Linked DNA regions of Rattus norvegicus: region 1 is linked to region 2. A link is a contact called in public Hi-C data. All regions are on one chromosome and are shown on one strand. The core of a region is the stretch at or near the end of the contact, and the rest is flanking DNA. Distances in the headings are between cores, read along the strand shown.

What was found. A called contact is a pair of places that touch in the nucleus more often than the background predicts.
Region 1: a Hi-C map of prefrontal cortex shows a contact between it and region 2, with 2.4 times the contacts expected there. The contact joins the promoter of Osbpl3 here to the enhancer-like site in region 2. A contact is called at or near these places in 6 of 12 Hi-C or Micro-C datasets (the A7r5 cell line, the Rat2 cell line, Schwann cells and 3 more).

The regions. Positions count from the first base shown.
Region 1 is chr4:80,852,406-80,859,512 of GRCr8, reverse strand. Osbpl3 (oxysterol binding protein-like 3) reads left to right here and starts at 5,344. Exons shown (of 24, transcript NM_001427811.1): 1 at 5,344-5,702. It overlaps LOC120102268 (a long non-coding RNA gene), which reads right to left and starts at 5,299. Exons shown (of 4, transcript XR_005503558.2): 1 at 5,184-5,299; 2 at 1,839-1,941; 3 at 347-466.
Region 2 is chr4:80,697,677-80,704,930 of GRCr8, reverse strand. Osbpl3 (oxysterol binding protein-like 3) reads left to right here. Exons shown (of 24, transcript NM_001427811.1): 17 at 492-629. Among named protein-coding and RNA genes, the nearest start is that of Gsdme, 50 kb to the right of the region's middle. Within about 2 kb of position 2,385, at least 6 of the 93 cell types and tissues checked have an H3K27ac peak or open chromatin away from gene starts, as enhancers often do.

The DNA.
Region 1 (7,107 bases), core at 4,095-6,594, 150 kb before region 2:
GAACCAGCCAGCCTAGACTACACAGCATAAAGAATGACCCTGCTTCACCATGGTGGAAGGTGAGAAACAACTCTTGAAAGTTATCTTCTAACTTCTGAATGCATGCATGAAACATGTACATCAGCACTCAGTCACATGTAGCTCTCTCTGTCTCTCTGTCTCTGTCTCTGTCTCCATCTCCCGCTTTCCCTCTCCCTCTCCCTCTCCCAGTCCCTCCCCGCCCCCCTGTATGAAATCAAAGATGCTATGGCTTGGTTCACTCAACTTGCAGTACTAAGATTGGACCCAGCACCTGGCACGTGCTAGGCAAGCACTTTTCCAACAGTTTTATTCCCAGCTAACTCACTCAGTTTCTGATCATGTGTACAGACAGCACAGAGGTGAGACAGATAAGAACCGCATTTCCAGGCCTCTCTTGCAGCTAGATTTGCAGATGCGCTTTGGAATGTATGTATCAGGTGCATTCCTGTAGAACATGGGTTTAGAAACGATATAATAAGGGGAACAGCAGGATTTGGAGCACACATTCTGCTGGTGTGACTTGTAACAGAAGGAATGTCCTGGCATTTCTGCCAGAACTTTCTGATTTGACAGGCAGACTCCTGATAGTGGCAGGAGCGGCAGCAGTCTTGGCAGCTCAGGTTGGTAGTGCCTGGCAAACAAATGCTTACTCTAATTCACGTGAGCTGTCCTTCCCATTTACAGTAGATAACAGGATCCTGTGCTGTGTTCCCACAGTGGGTACTTAGAGGGAATTTGATAGTTCAGTCCTGAAGGAAATTCTATCCCTTTATGTCCCTCTCTCCCTGTAATGTTCGTTTTTATATTTGTCCATATAACGATATAAACAAGTATATCACGCTTAAAAAACTGGTTCTGCTTGGGAGAAAGCCGAAAGCCATCTTGTTCTGAAGGTGAGCAATCTGGAACATTCCAGAAATGTTAGACATCTGATTTAAAAAATGACTCATTCAGAATTAAAATAAACTTTGACCTTAAGTTTCACAGATAATATCTCTGTACATTAAGCAGGAATTGGATTTAAACCAGAAATTCTAACAATGTGGCAGCTTCCTTTACAAGGAGAGCTTTACTGTAATAAACATGGATTTTGAATCAAAAGTTAAAAATGTCAACAAAGCCATTCCGGAAGCTACTCTCTGCTTCTACTTCTCAAAATAATTCATCTTTTTTTCTGAACACATTCTCGGTGCCTCTCTTAGGGCAGCTTCCAAGCTCCTGTACCTGAGCTCTTGCGGCTTGTTCTGTAGTTATTTATACAGTGTTTGATCCGACCTGTGGAGGAGTCTGTGAAAACACTGGAGGCAGCAACAACCTCTGACCCATTTTTGTGTGACATAAAGTGCCTGCTAAGAATGGTCCTTTATACAAAGGTGGTACACGATCTATATTTAATCAAGGGACAGATGAATTCTTGTACAATCTTTGTCGTGCGCTTACTAACACTCTTGAACGACAGCTTCTAAGGTGATCCTATGCAGCACAAACCACTTTAATACATTTTTCAGATAAAACTGAAGGGGAAAAAAAAAAGAAAAAGAAAAAAAAAAGAAAAAAAGAAAAGGGGGTTGGGGATTTAGCTCAGTGGTAGAGCGCTTGACTAGCAAGCGCAAGGCCCTGGGTTCGGTCCCCACCTCCGAAAAAAAAGGAAAAGAAAAAACTGAAGGGGGGAGATGAGTAAGGCATACTTTTTCCTATTCTCTTTTCTTTCTTTCCTCCTCCTTCCCACTCCCCATTCCCCTTCCCCTCCTCTCCCCCCTCCCGCCTCTCCCTCCCCCTGCTCCTCCTCCTCTTTCATTTTGGAGACAAGTTCTCACCTGGACTCACTATGTAGACCAGGTTGGCCTCACTGTTCTTCAGCCCTGGATGGTCCTCCAACACCATCTTTTATGCTCACACCGTTCTGTCAGTAATAGCTTCCTAGAAAACAGAGTTAAGACTTTTGAGTCCTAATTGAACCAGCTTTGGCTTACTCCTGTTGTCTGCCATGAGTCAGGGAAGAGAATAGCAGCAAATAAAGCATGCAGGCCAATGCTCGCTCCCCACCGAAGACAGTGAGCTCATACAGGACAGTGGTTGCTCCCTACAGGAAGACTGTGAGCCAATGCCTTTTCTCCACAGGAGGTCTGTGAGAGCAGAAACTCTATTTCTATAGTGCATACACACCAAGGCACTACACAAATTGCTCTTACACAATCATAGTTAATCCTTAGACAGCCTCAAGAAATGGTATTACTAGGATTCCCATTATGCAAATAGGTTTAGGGAAGCAAAATTTGCCCTAGGTTCAAAATTTGCCCAGAATCCTAGCCCTAAGTAAAAACGTCTGCTGTCTCCTGATTGGTGACACTGGCTATGTGCTGGGCCGGTAGTTTTTGGTTAAGAACCCTCCAGTGGTCTTTGGACAATGCTGGAGATTTTTTTGGTTGCTACAACTGGGTAGGATAGACAGGCACTGGACATCCCTGCACGTAAACAAAGAATTATTGGGCCCAAAATGTCAATCACACTGAGGTTGGTGGGGACTCCTCTGTCTTAGTCTACGTAGCAATTGTTTTCAGACAAAACAATTCATGCAGCCCAATAAGCATAATGACTATTTCCATTTCACCCAGTAGGAAAGGGGATTGCTTAACCAGGAGGCATCATGGGAAGACAAGAAGCCTCCCCTTCTAGGAGCCTATGTAGCTCTTGCCTACACTCGATTATAACTGCTTTCTTTACTGTAAAAACATGTAAGTTCAGGCAGCCCCTGCTTAACTCCTAGGAACTTCAGAGGCTAAAAGGATTCAGTCAGACTAGGGAGAGTCTCATGGGGTAAAGACACTTGCCACTAAGCGTGAGCTTGATCCCCAGGACCCGCATGGTGGGAGGAGAGAACCAACTTCTTCAAGTTGTTCTCTGACCTTCACATATATGCAGTGGCATGTACACACATACACACACACACACACACACACACAATTGATAAATGTAAAAGAAGAAAAGCATTAAGCTAATGTAGAAAAACACTGCAAGGGGGTAGAGCCTCTGGAAAGATCAACAGCCATTTGTTCAGCTCTTCAGAGAAGAAGACTCTAGAAACTTACGAGGCAACCATTGATCTTTCCCTAGTACATTCAGATCATTGCGCTAAAATAAGATTGCGGGGAGGGGGGAGCTAATTTTAGGAATGGTAACGAGCTTTTGCAAGATAATTAACTCTGCGTGGGTTTCAACTTTAATCTTTCCCCTCTTGATTGGTAGGAGCAGAGCGCCTGGAAGTTTATTTAGAAGAGGAAGTGAAACTGAAAAGACTCGCTGAGATTCCTCTTCCTGGGAGGCAAGGCGGTTTGAATATGAACAAATCTCTCATCCTGACTTATTAACTGCCTTCAGTACTGACAGGAACACACCATCAGCTTGGGAGAAAGAGAAGAAAAATCCAAGGAAAGGATGTCAGTTTAAACAAGAAAACCATAGCTTTCTGTCCAACCTTTGGCTACCAGGCCATTTGGTGCAGGCTCTGACCTCGTTGGGTTCCGGGTAGCTATGAATTAGGCTCAACACACACACACACACACACACACACACACAAATATATGTATATGTAGTTCTGTAATTGTGTAATCTGGAGTATGAACTCTGCAGATGATAAACATAGTTTACAAAGTCCAAAGGTTGACTTCCCCTGCAGTAAAGACATTTCTTTGGGATAAAAGGTCCGTCTCCTGTAGGAAAGCTAACCCAGATGCAACAAGATGATCGGGAAGTGGGGAGAGGAAAAGAGGAAGAGAGGATGTCTTAAGAAAGAGTTACTAGAAGGGAGTGTGACTCAGGCACCTGAGCTGGGCGTGGGCAAGGTGCCTCAGGCCTGCTCCTCAGTTGGTGCTCCTTCCTGTTTGCAGCAGTTTAGGAAGCCCAGCACCATTCATACTAAGATCACCAACCAAGTGCTAGGGGCTCACAACATTTAGAGAATCTGCCTTAGCCAGACTTCCCTGGCCACCTGCCAGAGCCAAAGCAGACAGTCCCAGAGAGTGTATCCGTGGAAGGTTCCAGAAAGTGAATATCCAAATGTAGTGAATGAAACGTGGTTTATATAGATGTGGGAAAGAGCCTCAGACACATTAATTCAGGGTCAGACTGGCAATGTCAGTGGCGGTTGGTAGCCGGCGGCTGGTTTATGTACTTGGCATTCTGGAACATCTAGAGTGTCAGCTGAACCAAAGGAGTCAGCATGCCCAGTTCGGTGAGGAAGGCCAGATGGATCTTAAAGGGGTTTAATTCTTACCATCCGCAGTTCCTACTGCCTGAGAGCTGCCGAGTTCTTCCTCTTTTGGGAGGACTTTGGGAAGTCCTCCTAGAGGCCTTCAGGGGCTACTCCCATCACCCATTCCTTCCAAAGCTCTCTGCATGGCACTGTCTCCGTGCTAACAGTTCACCAACGTTTTCCTGATTATGTATGTATGTATACTCTCTTTGGTTTATCGTCTGCTCCCTCTCTAAAATGTAGGTTCTGAGAGGGCAGAAACCCTGTGTGCCTTTACCGCAGGTGCAGGGTCCCATCTGTTCCTGGCATTTATCATTCTCTGCCCACCGGGCCACCTGCGGCGCTGGACTCATGTGCGATTTGCAAATTGACCTCAAATTATCAGTGACTGGCGTCCAAGCTAGGATTCTGGCAAGTGGGCAGTGAAGTCGGATGGGCCTGGACCTCTAGCCAGATGCTCCTGCGTTTCGTAACTACATTGTGTCTTCTTTTCTAGTTCATGAACCGGGACTGTAACAACAACAACAACAACAACAACAACAACAACAACAAAAACAAAAACAACAACAACAACACCTTTCTCCCCTCCTGTCTCCTCTGTAACCCCTCTCCAATCTAGAAAACTGCTTCTGGGGGGCCAGGTCCCTAGTGTCCGAACCCAGTTTTAGACATCTTGTGCCTAACCCCCTTGGCTCACACACATTTCTCCTTTATTCTCAGCCCTTTTCAGTGTTCAGGTGATTATTGTCCGTTGGACTACTTGAGTCCCCTGGAATCTTCTCCTTAAAACAGCTCCTTCTGCGCGAACCTCAACTTCCTCCTAAGTCATTCAAAAAATATTTACTAAGAGCCTAGGGGCGCACACAGCCCTGGGATGCTGGGAGCCGCTGCCCCGCCCAGCCACACCTACCATCACCCTCCGCCCCTGCACACGCCCTGAACCCTTGCTGGCGTCACGGAATCCGCCTGCAGCTTCCAAGTCCAACGCCTCACCGCCTTTCCCGGATGACTCCTGATTGGTGGGAGTGGGAGCCACTCTGCTGCCCCCCGCCCTTTTCATATTGTTCCGCCCCGTGGAGAACTCAGGCTCCTCCTCCTAGCTCCCTCCCCTCGCCCCAGCTCTTCAGCTAATTGCCCGGCAGCGCGCGCCCTAAAGTTCTAGGCAAAGTATTGAGAACTGGTCGCCGGATCGCACACTGGCCAGTGGCACGGGACCAGGGACCCCAGCACCAGGAGAACTGGTGCGGGGCGCGGGCTCCCGCCCACCATCTGTCGACAAGCAGCGCTCGGCGCCCCAGTCTCCTGCGGCTGGTTCTGGAACTGCCGTCGGCTGAGACTTGCTTGGGACCCGAGAAACCGGGTTTGTGTCCTTCCCGGTCTGAAGCAGGCACAGGGGAACCGAGCAGTGTCTCCAGCAGTGAACACTCAGGTGAGCAACAGGGCGTCCGCCAGGCTGGGGTTGAGGTGTAGTGGGGGCTCCGGGAAGGTTCGGGGATGCAGCCATTCTCTAGGGTTCAGAGTGTGTCTGTGGTGATCCCTGGAAGCCCCGGTCCACGGGGCAGACCTGAGACTAGGAGGTCGCCTGCGGTGGGTGTAAGGGCCAGTTTTCTGTGATGAAGCACTCTGGCGTTGCTCATCCTGGAGTTACAGCCTAGCGGGGATGGACCGGGAAGGAGAGGATCTTAGGAGCCTGCGTGCGGGTGCATGAGGATGCCGCGCAGAGGAGCTGTCCCGGGCACAGCCTGGCGCGGTGCCGGGGCGGGAGGCACAGGAAACCTGTTTAATTGGGCCAGGAGGGAGGCTTTACCACATCCGAGAGCTTGGAGCCCGGCGGTGCAGGCACCTCGCTCTTCCGCCTCCCCAGCCAGGTCACAGCGCTCCACCGTGTCTAAACTGGGACCGAGAGCACCCTTCCCTTGGGGCTTCAAGCACTCAGCGGGCGTTTGCTGCCTCTGGCGTCGCCCGTGGCATTGTCTTGTGTCTTTCAGACACTTCTTAACCAGCCTTGTGCCTCCCAGACTGTTGGAGCTGAGAGGGACATAAAGTTGTTTCTCACCTTGTCTCTGGGTACTGGGCTGGGGCATTGGAGCCCCCTCGGATGTCGCAGTGTCCTAGGAATCTGATTACTGGATGAGGACCTTTAGGTACTGTATTTTATTTACGCTGTACCTGCAAAAGATGGTTTCAGAGACGGGCAAGCATAGGTCTGACTTTAGGTCATGCACACTCAACCCTTAAAGCATCATAGAAGGTGAGGACCTCCTTTTGGCCGCCGGAGACCTTCAGACAGATTGCAGTGCATCCAAACTAAATGTCCATTCTCCCCATCAACTCCACACTGCACTGTTTGCAGCTCTTCACAGTGCTTAAAGCTGCCTGGAGTCATCTGCTTGCTTTTTCCATCTACCAGCCTTCTTCCGCTGCTAGGATGCAAAGTCCTGGGAAAACAGAGCCCAGGTCCTATTCCTCGGTCTATCTATCCTCAGTGTTAAGAATGCAGCCTACCCACACTACACACTACACATTTATGGAATGAGTAAACGTTAACGTCTTCATAATCCGAGAATATTGATTTCACAGCTGGTTTGGATTTTCATCTTTTTTTCTTTTTTTTTAATTGGGAAAATTAATAAATGGCAGTAACTCGTGCTGATGAGCACCCACTAACCATCAAGGTGTTTGCTGGGAGCTTTGTGCATATAGATGATCACTGACATCATAGTAGTTTGATTAGCTAGATTTTTTAAAAGTCTCCTATTTTAGATGTATTGTGTGTGTGTGTGTTCACAACCTCGTGCGTGTGCATACAGGTGTGTGATGGTTAGAGGACTTTA
Region 2 (7,254 bases), core at 1,136-3,635:
AGAAAGGCAGAATTCACATTGTCCCTAGTCTGTTGCCTCTCAGGGCGCATCAATGCCTCTCACAGTTCCTTTGATCAGTGTGATTTTTAAGTTTCTGGGTTTCTACTGTATCAATTGATGACTAGTTGAGTGTATTATATTTATGAATTTAGGGGATCCTTTGACGTCCCTGTACTCTTACCACCTGCCCTGATACCCTGACATTGGGTCTGCCCAAACTGCCTGGCTCCATGTAGGGCATTTAGCGTTGACCTGCTGTTGGGTGAATTTCGTCCCCTCAATCAGATCTTGGCTTCCAGATTTCAGTCACCAAAATAAGCAGGCAATTTAAACTGGTTGACTTGCCTCTGGGTCCAAATGAGCATTGTTTAAGCCTAAGTTGCTTGAGTTGTCTTTAAAACCAAAGGCCAATCCTTGTCTTTCTGAAATAGAAGGTTTTATTTCTTGGTGACACAGAAGTAAGCCGGCCCCTTCCCTCCTTCTGCTCACAGGTATACGTGGCAGCCTTCGCCATCTCTGCATATGCATCCAGCTACTTCCGGGCAGGCAGCAAGCCATTTAACCCGGTCCTTGGAGAAACGTACGAATGCATCCGACAGGACAAGGGTTTCCAGTTTTTTGCCGAGCAGGTGATGTGTGCCCTTTGTGTTTGTGGAGAGCATTGCTTTGCCTGCTATTTAATGTGCTTCTGAAATATTTATTTCCCCCTTTTGCTGGTTTCAAAAGGACTGAGATAATTACAGACTTAGCCACATAAAACCAAGGATCCATTTTCTCCCCATGGAAGCCCAGCTACCATCCACGGTACACAGGCCTCAGTAGCTCTGAGCACCTGCTGGGTTACATGCAGCAGCAGCAGCAGCAGCAGCAGCAGCAGCAGCAGCAGCAGCAGCAGCAGCAGCAGCAGCAACATTTGTTCTCCTTCAGATCATTAGCAAAAGGATGTGCCGAGGTGCACAACCTCTGACCAGAGTGTGACCTAGAGGTTGAAAGTGTGTTTGAACAGTTAGCTCCACCATTAATGAAGCCCGGCTGCCTGCCTCTCAGAGTGGGCATGGCCATATCATTTCAATGGCCTAGAGTTTTATTCAAGAAGAATCACTCACGTGTGTATTTATTCCTTAGAGTAATAAGCTATGTCTTTTTTTTAAATGTTTACTGTGTGCCTGGTACTATTGCAGATGCCCAGACCCCACAGTGGAGTGGGAGGCCATAGAGACAGACAAGAGACCCTGTCCTCACGTAATGGATGAGCATGTTGTCCTTATGTGGCCTGGGGTCCACTAGATCCTTCCATGGACGTTAGCAGGGAAGGCCCAGGAGCCTCACAGCTCACATTAGGAGTGCAGTTCTGTTTCTATAGGCTGCGGGACTCAGGGCAAGTTACTGAACCTCTTTCTGCTTCAGTCTCCTCTTTGAAGTGGGGGTGACAGCTACAGTCAGTGATCTGTGGGGATAGAGGAGGGTCTGGTCTATGAAGTGTGGCTGCTCTGTGAGATGCCTGTCCTCATTGCTGTGCGAGGGCTGTCGTGTCCCGGGGAATGAATACCCCGTGTGTTTGCCCATGTGGAACACTCCTTCAGCTAAAATAGACATCGTACCTTTAGAAAGATGAAAACCACCTCTCTCCCCTTTCAGGAGACTAGTCATCGTTGCTTTGAAATATTTCTCTCCCAACTCCTAGAAAACTGAGGAGAAAGAGGAAGTGGGGGTTGCTAAAACACTTTGCTCTGATTATTTTTGTCAATGGATTTGCATTATAGGACTGGGAGAGACGCGTGGTGAGCTTGGCTTTTCTGCCGCCCACTCTTTGCCTCTCTTTTTCTTTGAGATGATCTCACTGCAGATGCAGTCTGGCCTCAAACAACTCTCTTCTTGCCTCAACCTTTTGAGTAAAGGGATTATGGGTCCAAACCACCACACCCAACCTCCAAGAAACTGAAGAATATGCTGCTTTTCTTAATATAGTATAGGCTGGGAGCAGTCATGCCTCAGGTAGGAGGGTTGACAGTTCAAATCCAATCTCGGCTCCATAGAGGGTTCTAGAGCAACTTAGGCTGCCCTATCTCAGAAAAAAAAGAAAATCATGAAAACCAAATCCTAAAACCATTGTGTCCCCTGGAACTCAGAGGACAATGAATATACAAAAGCCCAGAAGTGTATCACCAGTGTCTTCCCAGGTGAAAATAAGATAAATATTGCTTAATATGGGCAGGTGGGGGCTAAATCAGTAGGTAAGGGATCCAGTAATCGGTCTGATTCAAATTCAGTTGGGTTATTTAAATACCAAACTCAAAATGGAACAAGAATAAATGAAAACATGATTCGGTTACCATGGTGTTATATGCACTCTTGTGAAGGAAAAAAAAAAATGAAGGCCCAAAATAGCCCCAAACTACAGCTGACAATCAGGGCAGGAGGAAGAGCTGTGAGGGGAGAGGGGCATGTGCTGTGGAAAGGTGAGTGGCAGTCCTCGAGCTCAGGAGCGGTGGCACCAGTCACCGGATCTGCCAGCACATCTGCTGTGGCGCGGCCTGGGTCCAAGGACAGGTGCCCATGTACTCAGAGAGATCACCAGAGAGCGCCAGATACCTTGGTCTGTATGAACTGGGTCCTGAGGCAAAAAGCAAAAGAGGCTGGCTGTTGTTTGCAGCACAGGCCGGGCCCGTTTGCTCAGTGTGCAGCCTTGCATATGCAACCTCAGACCTTGGAACCTTGACTGTGCCCTCTTCCAATGGGAGTAACAATTCATGGCCCATAGAAGGAGGCTGGGACAATAATACACTGACATGAAAGAATGCATGGTTATTGCTCTTATATTTAGAGAGAACTTTTAAACACCTTTAAATAGAGTGTTAAGAATAGTTTAAGGGGAGTGACGGAAGCCTAGGAGGTAGGGTAAGATCTGCTGTACCCCCCTGCTAGCACAAGAGTCTGAGTGCTGCTGGTCAGACAAAGAACAAGCTCTCAGGCAGCCTTATGCTGGCTTTGCTGTCATAATGACCACTGGTCCTGGTAGAGACAGAGCCATATCCTTTGTCTGGATTTTAGCCTTATGGCTTAAATGGCTGCTGCTTTTAGTGTACCCAGGAAAAGCTGAGCCTCCTGGGACTGGGATGCTACCACTGTATGTATTTGCTGGGACAGGCGGATTTTCCCCATTAGCAGGTTATGTGGGAAATAGGAATATAATCACAGGAGAGTATACAATGTGAAAATATGTCTTCTGCCATAGAAGTGATCATGGCTTAGGTTAGAGTCTCCTATTTCTGGGGTGCTGGGCACACCTCAGCTCTTCGTGTGCACACACACACACTCACACACACACACACATACACACACACACACACACACACACCTTCCTCCTGTCCTTATGCAAGTCTTCACTCAATGACACTGTATACGAAGCCCTCTACTGTGATGTATCTAAGACATAGCATCCTTGTCATTTTATGTCCCTACCTGCTTGTGTGGCTTTTCTGCTTCTGGCCCAGGAGACCATTTGCCCAATGGAAGCAGCGTGGGGCTGCACTTGTCCAGTATGAGCAGGTGACAAGCTTTTGAAATTTGGGGGGATTCCAATTGGATCCCTTGGAACTGAAACTATGAGAAGTTATGCCCACTTAGTGCGGTATTAGGAACCAAACTCCTGTCCACTGCAAGAACAGCAGGAACTCTTAGCTGCTTAACCCTCAATCCACCCCCCACCCCCTTTATAACCCTTCTTTCTTTTTCCTGGCTTAAGATGTAGTAAAAACAGAGATGGATGAGGTTACCCTACTCAGGATGCTAAGGCAGGAGGATCCCAAGTTTCAAAAACAAAGAATCGAGACTAAAAAATTAGCAAAGACACAGCCATTTGGGCTATCTCTTCCTGTGCAGAGAGGCTTCCAGCCCCAAAGATCAAGCATCAGCTGTGAATGGGCTCATTCTAAAGGTGTTCATTCAAATGGACAAGCCCTAGACTTTCAAACTGGTGTCTTGTAGTGTTCACATCTGAAGACACTGAGAATAGGTGTTAGCATCAGTGTGTCGAAGTCAAAACAGTCTCTGACTTCACTCTACAGAGAAATGCAGCACAGGAAAGTTAGAAAGGTCAGATTAGAAAAAAAAAACGTTTTAAAATAGTGACAGGATATTTGTTGCCTTGAAAATGAAGCCTGTGGAATGGACAGACAGTCATGGGAGATCTGTTAGGAGGATTCTATAAGAATCCAGTCAGGTAGGAGCAGTCAGGGTGAGGAAAAGTAGTCAGATTCTGTATCTATTGTGAGGTTTCAGCAGGTAGACTGTGACTTTTTTGATTGATTATTTGGGGCTCTCAGGGGTTGGGGATTTAGCTCAGTGGTAGAGCGCTTGCCTAACAAGCGCAAGGCCCTGGGTTCGGTCCCCAGCTCCGAAAAAAAGAAAAGAAAAAAAAAAAAAGATTATTTGGGGCTCTCACATCATGTACCCTGATTGCATTCACCTCCTACTCTTCCTGTCTGCCCCCCTCCTGCGCCCCTTGACCTCTGCTCTCCAAAAAAAGAGGGGGGTGGATGGGAGAAAAACAACTATTCCGTGTTGTTCACATACTCACTGGAGCATGGTGGAATTCCTAGTGGCCCCACCCCTTTCAGGAGAGATGGCCCCGCCTCTCACCAGCCACTGAGGGGCTCCTACTAGTCGATGGTTTCTGGAGGCGTGGATGCAAGCAGAGAAAGATTTTTTTTTTCTTTAAGTGGTCTTGAAAAGGCACCTGAAGGGTTTAGGAGGCACAGGAGTGACATCTTTGGATGCAGTCCCTGCTGTGCACAGAGAGAGCACACCGTGGGTTCTGGGACCAGGCATAGCACATCAACTGGGAAGGTAGTGGGCAGCAGGTTCTATGCCAAAAGCCCCTGCTTCCTAGTTTATAACATAAGGTTAATGAAGACAGGAGACTACTCTGTCTTCATGAAACAATTACAACTCCGTCTCTCCTGAGCCAGGAAGAAATCACTCAGTGTAAAGGTGCCTGCCTCCAAGCCTGACGATCTGAGTTCCAGTCCTTAGACCCACATGGCCACACTGACCTACGAATTGTCTGCTGACCTCCACACGCTAACACTTAATACCCAAACAAATGCAAAAGAAGTTTAAAAAATTTAAACACACACACACATACACACACACACACCCCTTTTGAGTTCATCTAAAGGCAATTGACCAAACCCCATTTTATTGATCTGCTATCATGGTTTTAAAAGATCATGTGTGTATTCTTATCAGATGTGTATATCACAGGATCTTCTTTAGTCCCTATGGGCTGTTGCTTCTCCCTATATGGCGAGGTATCCAAGGCCTTCCACAGGACCCACATACTTCTCCCTATTTTATAAGATGCAGAACTATCACAGAGCAGGGACATGGTGTTTGAATACCACAGTTTGCTTTGAAGTTTGTATTTGGTGATCGTCATAAGCGCACCAGGTTTCTCGTGACAGCTTTCTTACTCTCTCCTACACTCCGTGGCTCCTGCCCCACTCCACAGTGGGACGTGTCAGCTGAGTAGAGACCTGAGGTTGGAGGAGTTAGATTATTCTAATTTAACTGCGTGCAATCCTGGGGTTTAAAACCTGACTAGACTATTTTGAGAGCTGTCCCATGGGAGAAAGGCGGGTGATAGAGCTCTTTGTGATATGAGCTATCCCCCAAGGGGTTGGACTTCTAAAACTAAGGACAGAGAGCAGCAGAGGGCTGCCTTAATTATAGGAGTTGGGTCCCTGAGCTAGTGAGAATTCCTCTCCAAACCTGCAGAGAAAAGTAGGGGCCTCGTGGCGTCAGACAGCTAAGAGGACACATCAGGGACAGCAGGGTTCCGTCTCCTACTTCCCATAGCTGGGATTTCGTTGAGTAATCCAAAGGTGTGGGTGCTATTTTTGTCTTTGTCTGCTTCCCAGTCTGTCAGTTAAGGCTGTGGCTGGCCGCTGGGGATCCTTCAGCCCTGCAGCTCCCCATATACCCGGGTACCGGGTGGTTTGCAAAGCAGGTTCCTCAGCACAGGTGGGCCCAGAGCAAGGCGTGCGACCATCCTGTTTCCTCACACACCTGCTCGTGCCAGGTAGGGCTCAGGACTGAGCCGTTAAAGCCACTTTTTTTTTTTTTTTTTTGATAACAATTTTGAGAACAGTTCAGCAGCTTAACACTGAGGCACAGACACACTGACACGCTGACACTACTGACTCTTCAAAAACTGCGGTTTGGGAAACTTGACCCATCTGGTTTCAGCTTGACTCATCTGGTTTCAGCCTCCGTGTTGCTCCTAAGAAAGACCTTGGGTAGATAGATACTCCAAAGAGAAAATATCTCCGTTAACAGCTATTGAAACCAGAGAAATTTCTGGCAGGGTGCTGCCAGTATGACTGCTTCTGTTTTGTTCTGGAGTACTGATCTGGTCACCAGCAGAGCCCTGAGTGCTACTGAGAGAAACGAGAGAGGGCACACAGCTGCCCCCGTTTTGTTTTTTGCTTCTTAATTGATGGATGGATAATTGGTGGGCCCCCAGTGACAGCCTCTGTTTTGAGGATCATCCCTTCTAGGATGTACTTAATCAGTATTTCTTTACGTATTGAAAAACACATTTTTTCTTTGTGAGCATGTTGTGTGTTCATGCATGTTTGCACATGTGTATGTGTTCACGTGTGTGTGTTTGTGTGTTGGCGGGTACATGGGTGGAAGCCAGAAGAAAACCTTGAGTTGTTCCTCAGGTGCCATCTACCATGGTTGGGCTGTTGTTCTGCGATAGGGTGAGACAGTGGTCTGGTACCCATCAAGTAATCTGGGCTGGCTGACCAGTGGAGCCCAGAGCATGTGTCTCTGCCTAGTGCTGGGAAGGCAAATGCCAACCCAGCTTGCTTATGTGGGTTCTGGGTCTGCGTTCAGATCCCCATGCTTACACAGCATCTACTTACGGAACCATCACCACAGTCCCAACACATTTCCCCCTTCATGATTGGTGAACTTTCTTCAATGGCCGTGATTAGACCTGCTTGACAGAGACATTATTCTTTTTTTTTTTTTTTTTTGGTTTTTTTTTTTTTTTTTTTTTTTTTTTGGAGCTGGGGACCGAACCCAGGGCCTTGCGCTTCCTAGGCAAGCGCTCTACCACTGAGCTAAATCCCCAACCCCCAGAGACATTATTCTTAAGAATTGTCTAAGGGGTCAGGGAGTCAGATGGCTCAGAGGATAAGGGCGCTGGCTGACAAGCCTTAGGACCTTGAGTTCATTCCCTGG